Regions from separate parts of the Mus musculus genome. Here all the other regions are linked to region 3. Evidence: chromatin contacts called from public promoter capture Hi-C data. All regions are on one chromosome and are shown on one strand. The core of a region is the stretch at or near the end of the contact, and the rest is flanking DNA. Distances in the headings are between cores, read along the strand shown.

Region 1 (4,886 bases), core at 268-2,767, 130 kb after region 3:
GGAGGGAGAGACAGTTCTAGAATGTAGCAGTGGGCACATTCTATACAGGGCCACTGCTGCTTTGGGGCAGTTAAAGGCTGCAGACCCCTACCATGGCAAACCCAGCCCAGCCCAGTATCCTTCAGTTCCCGAGGAAATGCTGCCTACCCTCCACCCCAACCCCCACCCCCCTCCCAGCTATGACTATGGCTATGGCGGGCCGCTGCCTGCTCAACTGAGCTCTGGTTACCAATGCCATCAGCGGAAATGTGCTGGTGGGATGCCAGCCAAAGCTGTAAAGCCACCCCACAGCACTTCCCAGGAAGTGAGGGCGAACGAACCAGCCTGGACCGTCCACAGCCCACCAGAACCCCAGGTCCTGGGTATGAAAGAGCCACATGGCTACCCCATGTCACCAGCCGAGGAAAGGGAAAAGAAGTGTGATCCCCCACACACACCCCGTGTCTCTACCCTTTGTTCCTCAACTGAACCCAGTTGCTCCCTCAAGCCTGTATTACCTCACTGCACTCTGGGAGAAGAATTCCCTAGCCTAGTGGGTAGGTGGAAAGGACCTCCACACAGCAGACACACCAGAGGCAAGGGAATTTGCAGGCTGGAGGCCACAACACTGGTGAGAGAAATGGAGTGGGAGAGCTGGGCAAACGCCAAGCCCTGGGCGGTCTGATCTAAGCTGAAACCCAGTCAGGGCTACATTGATCAGGTCAGGAAAATTGTGTATCAGACAGCATAGAGAATGGAAATGGGCAACGTGCCAGGGGCCTACTAGACAGGGCCATGCAGGGTAGAGGAGAAGGAAGACCATGGGGTAAGACGAAAGAGAAGAGGCAGCAAGTAGGTTCAACAAATGTTTTCTGTGTGCCTACTAGGTGCCCAACGGTGTCATGTGAGATAGCTATGTATGGCCCTGTTGTTCTGGGAGACAGACACCTGGGAGCTGCGAAAGACTGAGTTGAAGAGGTTTCTTCGTGACAGCAGACTTTCTGTTAAGGCTTGAAGGAGGAGCTAGAAAGAAGGCGCAAGGAGGGTATCTGCAATTGTGGGGTTCCCCAAGAGTTCTTCCTGCCCTGATCCAAGAGTTTTCCTGCCCTGATACCCAGAGTAATCAATGGGTCTAACTGCATAAAAGTATCGATGGGCGGTCAGAAATGGAGGGCCAGTCAAATCTTCCTCAGGAAAGAGCGATTCTCTTTGCATGTCCTTCCTTGGCCATTCCGGGTTGACCGACTGGCCGTCAGGACTGCAGGAGGGCGGAGCTCAAGCTCTGAGAATCCGCTCAGGGCGGAGTCGTGAGCTCGGGGGGCGGGGCCGGGGCCGCAACGCGGGGGGCGGGGGGAGAGCGCGGAGACACGCGAGTGGGGCGGATCACCTGGCGGTAGTGCAGCGTGAAAGGCCGCAGGTAGGGCGAATGGGCACAGAGGCCCACGGCCACCCCGTCGATGCGCTCCATGGTGGCGCAGAGCAGATTCTTCCGCGGATCGAAGCCGGCGGGCGCGTCTACGCACTTCTGGGCATGCCCAGTTCACACGCGGGGCGGGCCGGGGGGCGGGGCGGAGGGCGGGCCACAGAGTCCAGGTAGCACCTGCGGGAGTGCTGCGCGCGAGGGAGGCGCTTTCAGACAAGTCCCCAAGCCAGCATAAAGGGGAAGCGAACTGAGTAGGGTGGAGAGGGCTTCGTAGTATATGAAGCCTCCAACGGGTGGAAATCAGAGGGGATCACCGGGGTAGGTCAGCTGAGCGGGAGTCTGTTTGGCCGGGGTTAGCAACAAACTCACCCCCTTCCCAAGTCTGGGGAGCCAGGGCCCCCACTGAAGCGTACAGAAGGGGAGAATAGAAGACAAATCTGAAGAGAAAAGGCTGGTGAAGGAAGGCCCCGGGAAGAGCACTAGCCACACAGAGGCTGACCTGACCCTGTTTGAGAGAAAGTGCGACTTCCTGTCTCTGTTCTTCACAAAGGCCATGTTGCTGCACACATTTCACAACAGCTGTTCAGGGCCCCAGATCTGCTCCATCACTATGTCAATCCAGATGCATCCAAAGTTCCAGGCCACTCTAGATTCAAGGAGAGAGGACTTCACTATATGGGACACATGGTTCACAGAGAGCCATTCTTAAAGACTACACACACACACACACACACACACACACATACACACACACACACACACACATCCCTCTCCTAAAGTACTGAACTTTCCAGGCTTTGGCCTGGCCACCTAGTGTCCTGGAGGTCAGAGTGACTATCAACCAAGAGCTCCTCTAGTCCCCGAAACCAAAGCCCTCAGGTGTCTTCCTTTATTTCAGAGGCCTCCTGGCAGACTTTCTCCCTAGAGTGTGTGTAGACAATAGGGACCAGTCACAGAGTTCTCACTGCTATAACCAGTAGTTCAGGCAAAGGAAGATGTTAAAGGGCCCAGTGTCACTGGCCGGGGGCTACCTGTGCTCACTGGGCCTGCCTGAGAGGAAAACAGAAAGCCCCCACAACTCTACAGATCATTGTAGGGGGAAAGTCACATTTGAATGTTAGTATAAACTGAGGTGAGTAGAGTTTCTGGGATCCCTGGGCCACAGGAAAGGGCTACCTGTGTGCAGGAGCAAGAAATATGTCTGTCCAAGGGGCTTTGGCCAGGGCCCAGAGTGGTACTGTTAGATAGCTGATCATTGTCCCCATGGGAGCAATGCAGGAGCCTGGATGGAGAGGGGTTTGTCAAAAGTGGGTGGGGTGAGGTGGGAAGGCACCATGCTGCCAATGCCCAAGACTTAGAGAAACCATCTCTGTGTTCGGCAAGCCGTTTCCTGGAGTTCCAAAGACCCCGTTGAACACATGTCCAGGACAGTGCAGACATCATGAGACACGAGGCCACAAGTCAGCGTTATTACATCTGCTGTCTTTCAGCAAGACAAACTTCTATAGAGTCAGTTCAGGATGCTGGGACTCCAACACAAGGTCCCTGGCTGGGATTTGGGTGTCTCCAGACTTGTCTCTCAGATCCTAGAAAGTCCCACTCTGGCATGTGGTCTATCCCCTACCTTCAAAACATTGTTGGCTCCCTGCTCTCTGACATTCTGCTGGTGGTCTCTGGACTCTGCCTCCATCCTTTCAGGACAATATGATCACATCTGGGGGCCCTCATAACTAGGGCCACCCTCACCTCAGGCTCCTTAAGCAGTCACACCTACATTTCTCTCTGCCTCTTTGGGCCCCATGTGAACACAAAGCAGGCACACAGTAGGGCAGGTCCTATACCCAGAGAGCTGTTGGGCACAGATGGTCTGACCTCTGCTGGCTCAGGGATAGAAAATGCTTTTGGGCGGTGCCCAGGGTCTGGGTGTGTCTAGATGGGTGCTGGGTTCTGCCAAGGTTCTGTGTTTTTCTAGTGGGGTGACAGGAAGTAGGTCCGGGGACTTAAGGATACTGTACAACATGAGGATCCCAAGGCACAGGGTGGCTGGAAGGACTGAGTCAAGACTAGGAGACCAGGGAACTATGGAACACAAAGGCCTCTTATTTTTTGTAAACTGAGGCCTTGCCCCTGTTCTCCTGTGTCAGCTGTGGCAGAGCAGACTCATCTGTAAGAAGCCGCTACCCTCAGCTCTGTCCATACCACCCCATTCCAAACAACAATCAGACAAGCACAATCGCTTGAGTGTGCATGTACAGTGGTGACCGGCTTGGATCGGCTTCCTCCAGCACCAGGAGGTTGCTTTGCTGTCTGTCTCCAAGGGCTACTTCCACCAACCTGTAGGCCACTGAAGCCTTTATGGGACCTCACTTCTGTCTGCCTCCCTCGTGCTGGACAAGGGCCTGAGTGCTGTGTTGGCTGGACCTTCCAAGTGTCTGTGTGTTTGCTTGGGGGTGGCTGGGCTAGAGTTGCCAAGGAGTTGAGGATGCAAGGCCAAAGTCAAAATGACTTCCAGGATGGAGAGAGGTGGACTAGTGCTGGCCCCAGTTGGGTGGGTGGGGCTAAGGCTGGTAAAGTTCTTTACAAGTCTATCTTTTTCTGCGTTTGAATTTTTTACAAAACAGATCCCACCCACATGACCTCCTGTTTTCTCAGTCTTCTCGGGGGTCTGGAACTCCTAACCCATCACCAGCCTCTCACGTGCTAGGATAACAGTTCTGAGCCACCACACTGGATGCAGGACAGATGTGTTTGCTGCTTGGTGATGCACGCCTGTGGACCTGTATTCAGTCTTTGGACCCACATAAAAGTGGGAGAAGTGACTCTAAAAGTTGTCCTCTGACCCCCCCCCCAGAGGCTGCGTGACACCACCCCACCCCCACCATCACACACATACCTGTGCATATGAACATGCCTGCCCCTCCTAGTTGCTGGTGCCTTCCTATATTCTGTCTACCTTGTTTATCTTCCCTCCCTCCCCAAGAGCTGCTGAGATTATAGATTTGTACATACCCTGGCTTCTGTGTGGGTGCTGGGGACTGAATGCAGACCCTCAGGCCTGTGTAGGGAGCACTTTACCCACTGAGCCATCTCTTCAACCCCTCAGACATGTTTTCAAGAAGAATGGATCCCTTTCTACGAGCCTTGGCCTCCGCCGTCCTGAGCACGCCTCAGGCATGCATGTGTACTCTCAGACAGACTTTATGAAGACTCGCAGCTTCTTAGAGTCAAGAGTGAAGGACACAGAATCAGGTTTTCTGGCCCAAACAGCTGGAAGGAGGCCAGTGGAGCAAAAGCAGGTTGTGGCATTCTATTATGGGGTGGAACCTGGGGCTTTGGCCTCTTCTGACTGTGACATGTCTCAAGGGACATGGGTGTCTACAGCAAAAGCACGGAGCTGGAGCCTTTCCAGGCACCAAACACAAAATTAATTCAAATGGATCAGAGGCTTGGACAAAAGAGCTGAAATTTAAAATCCCAGGGGTGG
Region 2 (4,628 bases), core at 251-2,750, 190 kb after region 3:
AAGGTCAGGCTGAATGCACTACAGAACCCGGAGCAGACTCACACAGGGGGGCAGACAATGACCTCTGCGGAAGGAACAATGGTAACTCCATGTAAAAAAAAAAAAAGGAATCCTTTCAGCAAACTATGTGTGGAAAATGGTACCTCCGCAGACAAGAAAGGAGCCTCAGCCCGCACATCCCACTTTCCACAAGGCTTAACTCAAAAAATGTGGACTAGGCTTCCACTGACATAGGGATTTGGGAACTGTTTAGTGTGCCAGAGTCCCTGGGCTAGATCCCCAGTCTACAGAAAATAAAAACAAAACTGCGTAAAAGTGTAAACAATAACTTTTAGAAGACAAACGCGGTGACTCAAAGACATCTTAGATTCGTGACAAAGGAAACTCTCAAGAAAGAAAAGGCGACAAATTGGAATGCTTCAAAATGTAAAACCTTTGGTCAAAATAGTAACATTTGCCTCAAGAATCAGATATACAAAGAAAGACTTGGAAGTATAACTCACCTAGAGACTCGACATTCAACGGTTAGGAAACAAACCCTTATTTTAAAAAGATAAGGACTCAGGCGACTGGGCAGAGAATTGAGGCTGGGCACATCTTCTTCATAGCCCTTAGGGCAATGACACCTGTTAGAGTGGCCAACCGGATAAACGGAACCTGCGAGCCTGAAAGCCGTGCCTGTCAGATTTCGGGACCCAGCCCGACGACCTCCGTTGGACCGGACCGCGACGCTTGGACCGGGCAGATCGCGGAGTTTACATCGGCGTACGGGACTCGGAGGGGACCTGGCTGCAGATTCCCGGCCCGGCCCTGCCTCAGTTTCCCTGTCCGACTGCCCACGGTCTGTCACAGGACGACCTACTTCAGTTTCCCCGCCAGCCTCGACTCCTCCCTCGGACCTCGCACACGCAGCCCTGCCCGGCCCCCTCGCCCGAGCTGCAGAACTCACCGTCCAGCGACACGAACTGGCCGACCGCCGACGAGCCGCCGCCGCTGTTCTCCACGAACTGCACCTCGGACACGATGATGTTGTCCTCGAGCACCGAGCCGCAGCCCGTGCACACCGCATCGCCGCGCGCCGCATCCAACTCGATGTCCGTGCCGCCGCAGCCGCGGCAGACGCGGCCCGTCATGGTGGAGCCGCGGGGCCCCACCGGCCCCCCAGCCGCTCAGCAGTCCGCTCTCCGCCCGCGGCCCTCAGCCCGCAAGGCCCGTCGCGCCGCCTCCGTCTGCGCCGCACTCTCGCGAGGCCGCCGGCGCCACGCCTGCCGATTCGTCGCGGCAGATTCGCCCAGCGCGTGCGGGCCGCGCTGCCTGCAACGGCCGCGCCCGCGGGACCGATAAAGGAACTCAAGAATCGTTGGGACGCTGGGACCGAACCGCCGACCTTCCGGGCGGCCGGAAGCAAAGCTCCAAACCTGGAACCCGGAGGCCTCGCGGGCCAAAAGCCAACAACGGGGCGGGACTGGAGGGCGGGCGAGAAGGGCGGGGCGGGGCGGGGCGGGGCGAGGAGCGCAGCCCGGGACCCGACTCGGGCCGTGGGAGGAGCCTAGGAGGAAATGCGGGCTGAGGGAGGAGCCTGGGACAGGGGCGAGGCTTAAAGTGACGGGGCCCGGAGTAGGCCGGTGGGTGGAGCTGGGACGAGTATGGGAGGAGCCTGTAGATGGCGCCGAGGCCACGAAGCTTTCGGTATGCGGAGCCGAAGGAGAGCCGATTGTCTGAGAGAGGAAATCTGGAAACAAAGTAGTGGGATGGGTTTGTGGGCGGTAACTTGTGTGCGGCCAAGGCCCGGCCCGTGGAGCCTGCACTGATTGGCACAATAGGCTTTGGGAGCGTCCTGGGCTGGATGTAGTGGGAGTAACTTGGGGAGTCAGCAAGCCCTAGAGGGCAGGATCAAGGACTGCCGGCGGGGCAGCGTTTAAGAGGGACCTGGAATGTTCTCCCAGACTCTGCTGCAGACACCTCATCCCCCATCCCTCAGTCCCAGGGTGAACAGTCTCTGGGACCACAGTTGGTCACCTCAACGCTGAGTTCTCAGCAGGACTTCCTATTTCCTGGCAGTAACGGGTCTGGGTAGTAGGGTAGTGAGCTCTGGGTAAAGTAGAGCATACACAGAACCCTCTGCATCCGCAGGCGCTGCTCACAATCTCAGCCATACCTGTCAGTCCTTGGGAAGTTTAGCAAATCTTGTGCACTACTACAGGTAAGAAACTCCAAAATTAGACTGCAGGATGCCACAGGAGCTCAAACTAAGAGGGAAGCATTGTAAATATGCAGACTTCTGATCAGCTTGCAAAACCAGCGTTATCAACACAATTTAGAAGAAGAACAAGAACAACAACTTGGAAAAAGCCGATTGTGTTGGTGCACACCTTTAGTCCCAGCACTCCAGAGGTAGGGGCAGGTGAATCTCTGTGAATTAGAGGCCAGCCAGGACTCTGTTTTATACATAGAGTAACCCTGTCACAAACAAACAAACAGAACTTGGGAGGGATCTCCTCAAAACATAGCAAAGGAAGGGTTGGTGAGATTGCTCGTCAAGTAAATGCCAAGCAAATCTGTCTGCCTTGCTTGAGTTCAATCCCAAGAACTCTGGTAAAGGCGGACTGAGAGAATTTACTCCACAAAATTCTCTTTTGACCTCCACACATGTACCCTCTCACCATCATGTGCACAATACATATTAAAGTCAAATGGCAAATGAAGGAATTGAAGGATTTGGAGTGCTGCACAGTTCCTGTGCTCTCGAGTCACCCCAAGGGATCCCAAATCAACATGTCATTGAATGCCTCAAAAGGTCCAGGACAGCCAATGGTATGTCCGGAAAAAAAACAAAAACAAAGCAATACTCCAGAAACCCAGAGTGAAGCACTCACAGGAGCTCCTGGTTCCCTATACAGTTGGTGTCTTTAGGAGATAACCATGGTCAGAGTCCCAAGGTGGAGGACCAGGGTCCTTCAGACCTCCTCACAGATGCCCCTGAGCCTTGTCCCTTCTCAGTGACCCCAATGTACATTGCAGTAAGACAAGTGCTAAGAAGGGAAGAGCAGCAAGTTCTTCAGCCCCTACAGAGGAACCAGGTGGAGCCCTATCTTCTTTGGAGGGCCTGGGGATGCTTCCCTGCCATTCTATCTTGAAAAAGGCTCACCCAATCTGAGTCTTAAAGAGCAAGAATATCTTGCTCTGCAGGGGATAAACATGAAAAGGTGAGCTTATCACTCATGAATGCCATTGTGTAGAGAGAAAACATAGCTCAGAGCTGGGGGTACCCCCAAATGCTTCATCATGGAGAAGTATTAGGCGTACCACAAAGAGAAGAGAGTGCCTGTGTTAAACCCCTTTGCTCTGCACAGATTCTGCTATGGATTCTGCTATACCACTGCTTTACCCAATCCACTCATTAGCCTTGCGTCCTTCCATTCCCAAGTTTGTATGACATAGTCAAGCCCTTGCCACAAAACAGTCCCAGCACACACATTTCCTTGAGTTCAATTCTTTTTCTGTTTCAATAAAACTTGTAGAATATTTGTTTGCTGGGACTACCAGAACAAAGTGCCCCAGACTCAGCGACTTGACTTTGTCTACTCTTGGAGCTGGAGAGATGGCTCAGAGGTTAAGAGCACTGGCTGCTCTTCCAAAAGGTCCTGAGTTCAATTCCCAGCTACAATCATCTATAATGAGATCTGGTGCCCTCTTCTGGCGTGCAGGTATATATGCAGACAGAATACTATATACATGAAAAAGAAATTAAACCTTTTTTTTTTTTTTTTTTTGGTTTTCCTGGACAGGGTTTCTCTGTGTAGCTCTGGCTGTCCTGGAACTCACTCTGTAGACCAGTCTGGCCTCGAACTCAGAAATCTGCCTGCCTCTGCCTCCCAAGTGCTGGGATTAAAGGCATGTGCCACCACTGCCCTGCAAAAATTCTACTTTTGTGATCTAAAGGCTGGAAGTCAAGGTATGAACAAGGTCTTTGCTCCTGAGGCCTTGCCTTCTGCCTCAAAGGGTACTCTGTGTGTGTCTGTCAGTCTGTCTCCTCATCTTCGGTTCTTTTTAAGGACACAGCCATAGGACAGTAGATTAGCACCTTTCCTAATGACCTCCTGCTACCATAATCACCTCTCTAAAGGTCACCTCTTCAAACATGAACAGGGCAGGGGCAGTTCATAGTGAATGCTCAGGTCTTCCAGGAGCCCAGTGAGCCGTAACAAACCAGCTGGAAGTGATGTGCTCGGTGCCTCGGTGGCTCTGTGGCCATCAGTGCACCAGGTGGACCTGTTCCTCAAGCATCCAGCCGGCTTTGGGGCTTAAATATGGCATTAACACTAGGTTGCTGCGGGTGGAGTGATCACCCTGGGTGAATGCACAGGAGTCGCTTCTTGAGGTTTCCAGTGAGAAAGGGAAGCTGCCCCTCAGGTGTCTCCAGTGCATGCCCTGCTACTGCAGTAACCCGTCAGAGTGAGCTGGGAAACATGACATGGGGTGCCTCAGCAGTCCCGGCAACAACATAATTTAAATGAGTTTTCCTACATCCCAAATCCATAGGCGACTTTGTCTGCCTTGTTTTGTGTTCCTTCCATCTTTTTCACTTGATGTCTCTCATTTTCCAAACCTGAACTGTTTTTTGTTTG
Region 3 (4,333 bases), core at 195-2,694:
ATCATTCAGCTCAGTGGTCACACAGATCACCCCAACGTGGACTCAGAAGAACTGGAATCGTTCTGGAAGTCTTGCTTCAGAGCTGAAAGCGAGACAGACATGAGGAGACACTAAAGGTGGGAAGACCCGCTGCAGCCCAGTCCTTTGCCACTGTGTGTCCCACTGTGGGCCCAGGCCTCAGTTTTCCTGTCCTTCCAGCTCCCCAGACGTCAAAGTCAGCAAGGGCAGCAGGTGAGGGGAACTGGAGCCTTGGGAACGGACCGAGAGCAGGACCTGCTGGGTCAGAGTGAGGCAAACAAGCCAGTGTCTGTAAACACAGACTGTGTCTGCACCATCCTACCGGGCCACTGGGAAAGCTGGGAATAGCTGCACCAAGCCATGGTCCTGAGCTCTCTGCCCGCAAGCCTCAGTGAACAGTGCCAGGCTCGTCTGCCCAGGGGAATGGGGAAGGCTGTGGTCCAAGATGCAGCGAATGATCTCATCTTGTCACTTTTAAATCAAATTTTCCAGTAGTTCTCCTGAGGAGGCAGGGGATGAGGGACTGCATAATTCATGCAAAGGACAGAGCAGGGCCTAGGGAAGTCCAGGGGGAAATCTGAGTATAGAGGAAGGGGCTGAAGTTGGGTTTAGATGCAGGCCTGACCCACCTCTTTCTCAGGGGAGGTTGTTAATGGCTGCTAGTCTAGGGTGACTTGGATAAAGATGTGACAGGCTGAAGGCTGACTTCATGAAGCTCAGGATGGGGACATATGGAAAGGGCCAAGGATTTCTGTGGCTGGGGCTGGGAGAGGGGCAAGGTTAGTTCATCAGGGCCCTGCAGGGGCCTGTGAGTCTCTGCCTGTCCATGACCAAGACTGACCCTGCTCCGCCTTGGGTCCGGCTGGTGACCCGGCCCAGACTGTGAGCACACGAGGCAGGGCAGTGGCTCTCCTACTCTGCAGGCAGTAGACGCTCATTCTTGCAGAAGGGAATGTGATCTGGAACTGAACTAAATCAGGTAGACAGAGTTTTCCCCATAGCTTCCAGACTTGAGAAAGCATCCAATAGGAGAGCAAGGAACCAGGGCCGGAGGGTGTGGGATGAGGGGCCAGTACCGTGGCAGTGGCCTTACTCCAGGGCCAGGTATGCGACTGCAAGGGACATATCGGACACAGAGGCACTGGGCGCCATAATAAAAAGAGAACTGCTCCCACCGATATTTGTAGGGCGGGGGAGGCAGAAAGACCAGTCACGATAGCAGGCTGGGACCCACTGCAGAGCTGCCAGCATCCTCCAGTCCGCAGCAACATAAGTGGTAGTCGGGAGAGGATGGGCATGGGCGGGGCGCTGTTGGCCACGCCACACGGTGGCGTGCTGACGACACTTAAAGCACGCCGGAAGCCTGCTGGCACGCATCGTTGCCGGGCAACGCGCGGCGCTGGTTGCCGGCTAAGCTGGCTGTAGTATCTCCCCGCCGGGCGCCGGGAGGCGCGTCGCGGCGGCGAAGGTGGGTGCGCGCCTTGCGGGCCTCTGGGAGCTCGGGACCCCCTCCGTCTGCGCCTGGGACCTGGTCCCGGAGCCCGCGAGACTCCCGTCTGGGACGCGATCCCCGAGCTCCCTGCCCTCAGCCTCCGGCCTCGCAGACCGGGTTCTGCAGCTCATCCACCAGGACTTGCGTCTGCCCACAGGCCCTCCTTCGCCTCACTTGTTTGGCCCTAGGATACGCCCCCGTGCCGGACTAGTCATCCGCGAGTGCCAGGAGGGGTCGACTCCACGGAGGCACGTGAACACTCCCAGGAAGCCCTGGGCAACTCCAGCTCAGCCGCTGCATGTTTTTTGAGCAGCTTTCCTTCGGGTCGGCTGGCCTGGCTACACCAAGATGCAAGGCGGGCAGGAGGTGGGGAGAGAGTCAGTGAGTGACCTCGCAGAGGAGCCTGGAGAGGGGTCCCCCCACCAGACAGCTAGAGGACAGAGTGGTGATGGTTTGGAACGGAGGCGGATCTGCTGCGACGGTCCCGTGGTTCTGCCGGACACGAACGCTAACAGCTCCAGGCTGGATGAGGGTCTTCCCACCAGCTGTCCACACCCGGGGGAGCTCAGCGGCGGGTGGGGAGAGTTCGAAGGCTTCCGGGAGTCTTCAGCTAAGTCGGAGCAGTTTTCTCAGTCTTTTGAACTCCTGGGGAGAGCCACGGAATGTCAGCCGCTGAGAACCCCTTCAGTCCCCGAAGAGGGCAGTTCTTGCCAGGTGCAGCAGGGTGGACCCTGGGTGACAGGAACTGCTGCTGGCCCATCTTCAGAGGTATTTCCGTGGTTGAGTGGGAAGTATTTTGTCATTAGACTTTGCCCAAGTCTCTGTGCCCTGGGAATGTGGGGGTTTGGCTAGCCTTCTCTTCTCACCTAGTTTGTCTTTTGCTGTGTGGTTGGCTGTCCTCTGCTTAAAAGGAGGACAAGGAAGCTGGGCACCACCCGCCTTTAATCCCAGCACTCAAGAGGCAGAGGCAGGCGAATCTCCAAGTTCGAGGCCAGCCTGGTCTACAGAGTGAGTTCCAGGACAGCCAGGGCTACACAGAGGAACCTAATCTTGAAAAACAAACTAAAAAGGGGGGGGGGGGGAGGACAAGGAACAGAGGGCTTGGTCAGGGGACTGACATAGGGTCCCACACAGCCCTGAGAGCTGACCACACCTTTGCCTCCTCCACTGCCTCGGAGCCATTCCCCTCAGTGGCTCACCCCAAACACAGATGAGGATAAATAGAAAGAGGTGGGGGCAGGGTAGCCTGCTGTGAGGGCCACTCCTCCTGCAGTCAGCGCTTTAACATTCTTTCTAAAGCGAGCACTTTCTCCACCTTGGTTGAAGTGTTAGAAAATATCTGTGCATGGTGGGAAGTTTACAGAAAACACTGGATGAGTGTAGGAAAGCGTACCCAGCTGAGCTGCAGACCACAGGCACAGGGGACACTCACACAAAACCCAAACGCCTGCCAGCCCCCCCCCCGCCTCTGCCACCACCTGATTCAGACTGTCAGACTGTCCACCCCACCCCACCTGACTCACAGCCTTCCACAGTGAAGTCCTGTTTCCCACTGGCGTTCACACAGACTTCTCAGCACCTCAACACGGAAACAGGGACAGTGTTCCCCACGTGTCCCCGACAGGGTTTTAGATGTGCGAGCCTGTGGTTTTTCACTGTGTTTTACATAGCCTGGAGATTCTGAGTAGTGGTGTCGTCGGTCGTCAGTGACGGCAACACCAACCGAGCACGCAGCCAGGGACTAAATACACTTATGTTAGAGTGGAGTATTTGGGACAAGGTGACCTAATGTATGTACGTTGCTCCTAACCTTGGGACGTTCCTCCTTTCCAGTCCATTCCCAGCTATGAGAAGGTTTTTAGGCTTGCGTTTCAAGAAGTCGCCGTGGAACAGGCTCCTGAAGACGTTTGCTCCCTGGACCATTTCTTGGAAAGAAGCAATGAAGGGGCTGCATCTGTGCCGAGACTCTGGTAATGAACTTAGCTCGGAACTGCGCCGTGGCGCTGTGGCTGCGTTTCTTGTGTGCTAATGTGGTTTCACAAAGCTTTTTTGGTTGTTCCTAGAGGGTGCAGTGTCCCCGTGGCCACCTGTGGGCCACAGCATTCCAGAGGGACTGGCAGCAGAGATGAATACTGCAGTCGTGCCCCTGGTGTGGCCTCTCAGGGCTGCTGTTAGCGACTTGGCTCAGTGGTCCCTGACACCCTAATGGCCCTCAGCCACAGTCATAGGAAACAGCTCAGGACAGCCACTGACCTTCAGGGTTATCTTGTGTGTGCCTCGGGAGAAAGTCACACGTCGTCGTGTTTGACTGGCCATGGTAGGGACATGCTCTCAGCTGACAGTAGCAATGTTAAGGGCCTGACAAAAGAGATTGTCTTGAGGCACTGAGTGAGCAGAAGGTAGGGTGAGAAGGCTTTCTGTCACCCAGGGCCCAGGGAAAACTGGCTGGTATGCTTCAGGGTCTCTGCACACTCCGAGCAGGCCCGGGCATTTTTAGAACCTTGTCACACTCTGGGCTCTTGTCATATCTATTTTGACCACCATGCAGGGCCAACCCAGAACCTGCCCAGGAGACTCTCCACAGGGGCCCAAAGGCCTTGACCAACAGTGCCTGGCTGTCTGGTGCTCCCATAAAGCATAGCCTATGGGGAGAGCCCCAGCAGGCTAGTCGTGGCTGTGCCGTGGACAAGTTCTTCAGAGGCCCAAGGTGGCCCAGGTGTCAGGCTTGGCAAGGCTAGGCACTGGGACAGGAGGATGGGTATTGCTTTAGGGTGGAACACTCTTGTATGTTCAGAAACACTTGAGTGTTTGGAAAAAGGAGGG

Evidence for each region. Capture Hi-C pulls out chosen DNA fragments and counts their contacts.
Region 1: a promoter capture Hi-C map of pancreatic islet shows a contact between it and region 3. The contact joins the promoter of Nudt14 here to the promoter of Clba1 in region 3. A contact is called at or near these places in 4 of 39 promoter capture datasets (the 3T3-L1 cell line, frontonasal cranial neural crest, hippocampal neurons and 1 more), 1 of 15 datasets of contacts at CTCF or cohesin (pro-B cells), 19 of 484 Hi-C or Micro-C datasets (B cells, CD4 T cells, CD8 T cells and 11 more), 11 of 115 datasets of contacts at active chromatin or transcription factors (the SCID.adh cell line, cardiomyocytes, double positive thymocytes and 6 more) and 4 of 9 other capture datasets (adipose tissue, liver, macrophages and 1 more).
Region 2: a contact with region 3 is called in a promoter capture Hi-C map of pancreatic islet. The contact joins the promoter of 9230104M06Rik here to the promoter of Clba1 in region 3. A contact is called at or near these places in 8 of 39 promoter capture datasets (the HPC-7 cell line, the SN4741 cell line, cranial neural crest and 5 more), 5 of 484 Hi-C or Micro-C datasets (embryonic stem cells, nephron progenitors, pro-B cells and 1 more), 4 of 115 datasets of contacts at active chromatin or transcription factors (the SCID.adh cell line, bone marrow-derived dendritic cells, extraembryonic endoderm stem cells and 1 more) and 3 of 9 other capture datasets (adipose tissue, liver and pancreatic islet).

Annotation. Positions count from the first base shown.
Region 1 is chr12:112,940,625-112,945,510 of GRCm38.p6, forward strand. Nudt14 (nudix (nucleoside diphosphate linked moiety X)-type motif 14) reads right to left here and starts at 1,518. Exons shown (of 5, transcript NM_025399.4): 1 at 1,367-1,518. The coding sequence starts at 1,447.
Region 2 is chr12:112,999,224-113,003,851 of GRCm38.p6, forward strand. It overlaps 9230104M06Rik (a long non-coding RNA gene), which reads left to right and starts at 1,501. Exons shown (of 3, transcript XR_001780729.2): 1 at 1,501-1,689; 2 at 2,134-2,203. It overlaps Brf1 (BRF1, RNA polymerase III transcription initiation factor 90 kDa subunit), which reads right to left and starts at 1,398. Exons shown (of 18, transcript NM_028193.3): 1 at 950-1,398. The coding sequence starts at 1,133.
Region 3 is chr12:112,807,531-112,811,863 of GRCm38.p6, forward strand. It overlaps Clba1 (clathrin binding box of aftiphilin containing 1), which reads left to right and starts at 1,445. Exons shown (of 5, transcript NM_145450.3): 1 at 1,445-2,278; 2 at 3,344-3,480. The coding sequence starts at 1,859. It overlaps Gm52004 (a long non-coding RNA gene), which reads right to left. Exons shown (of 3, transcript XR_003950270.1): 3 at 3,461-3,868.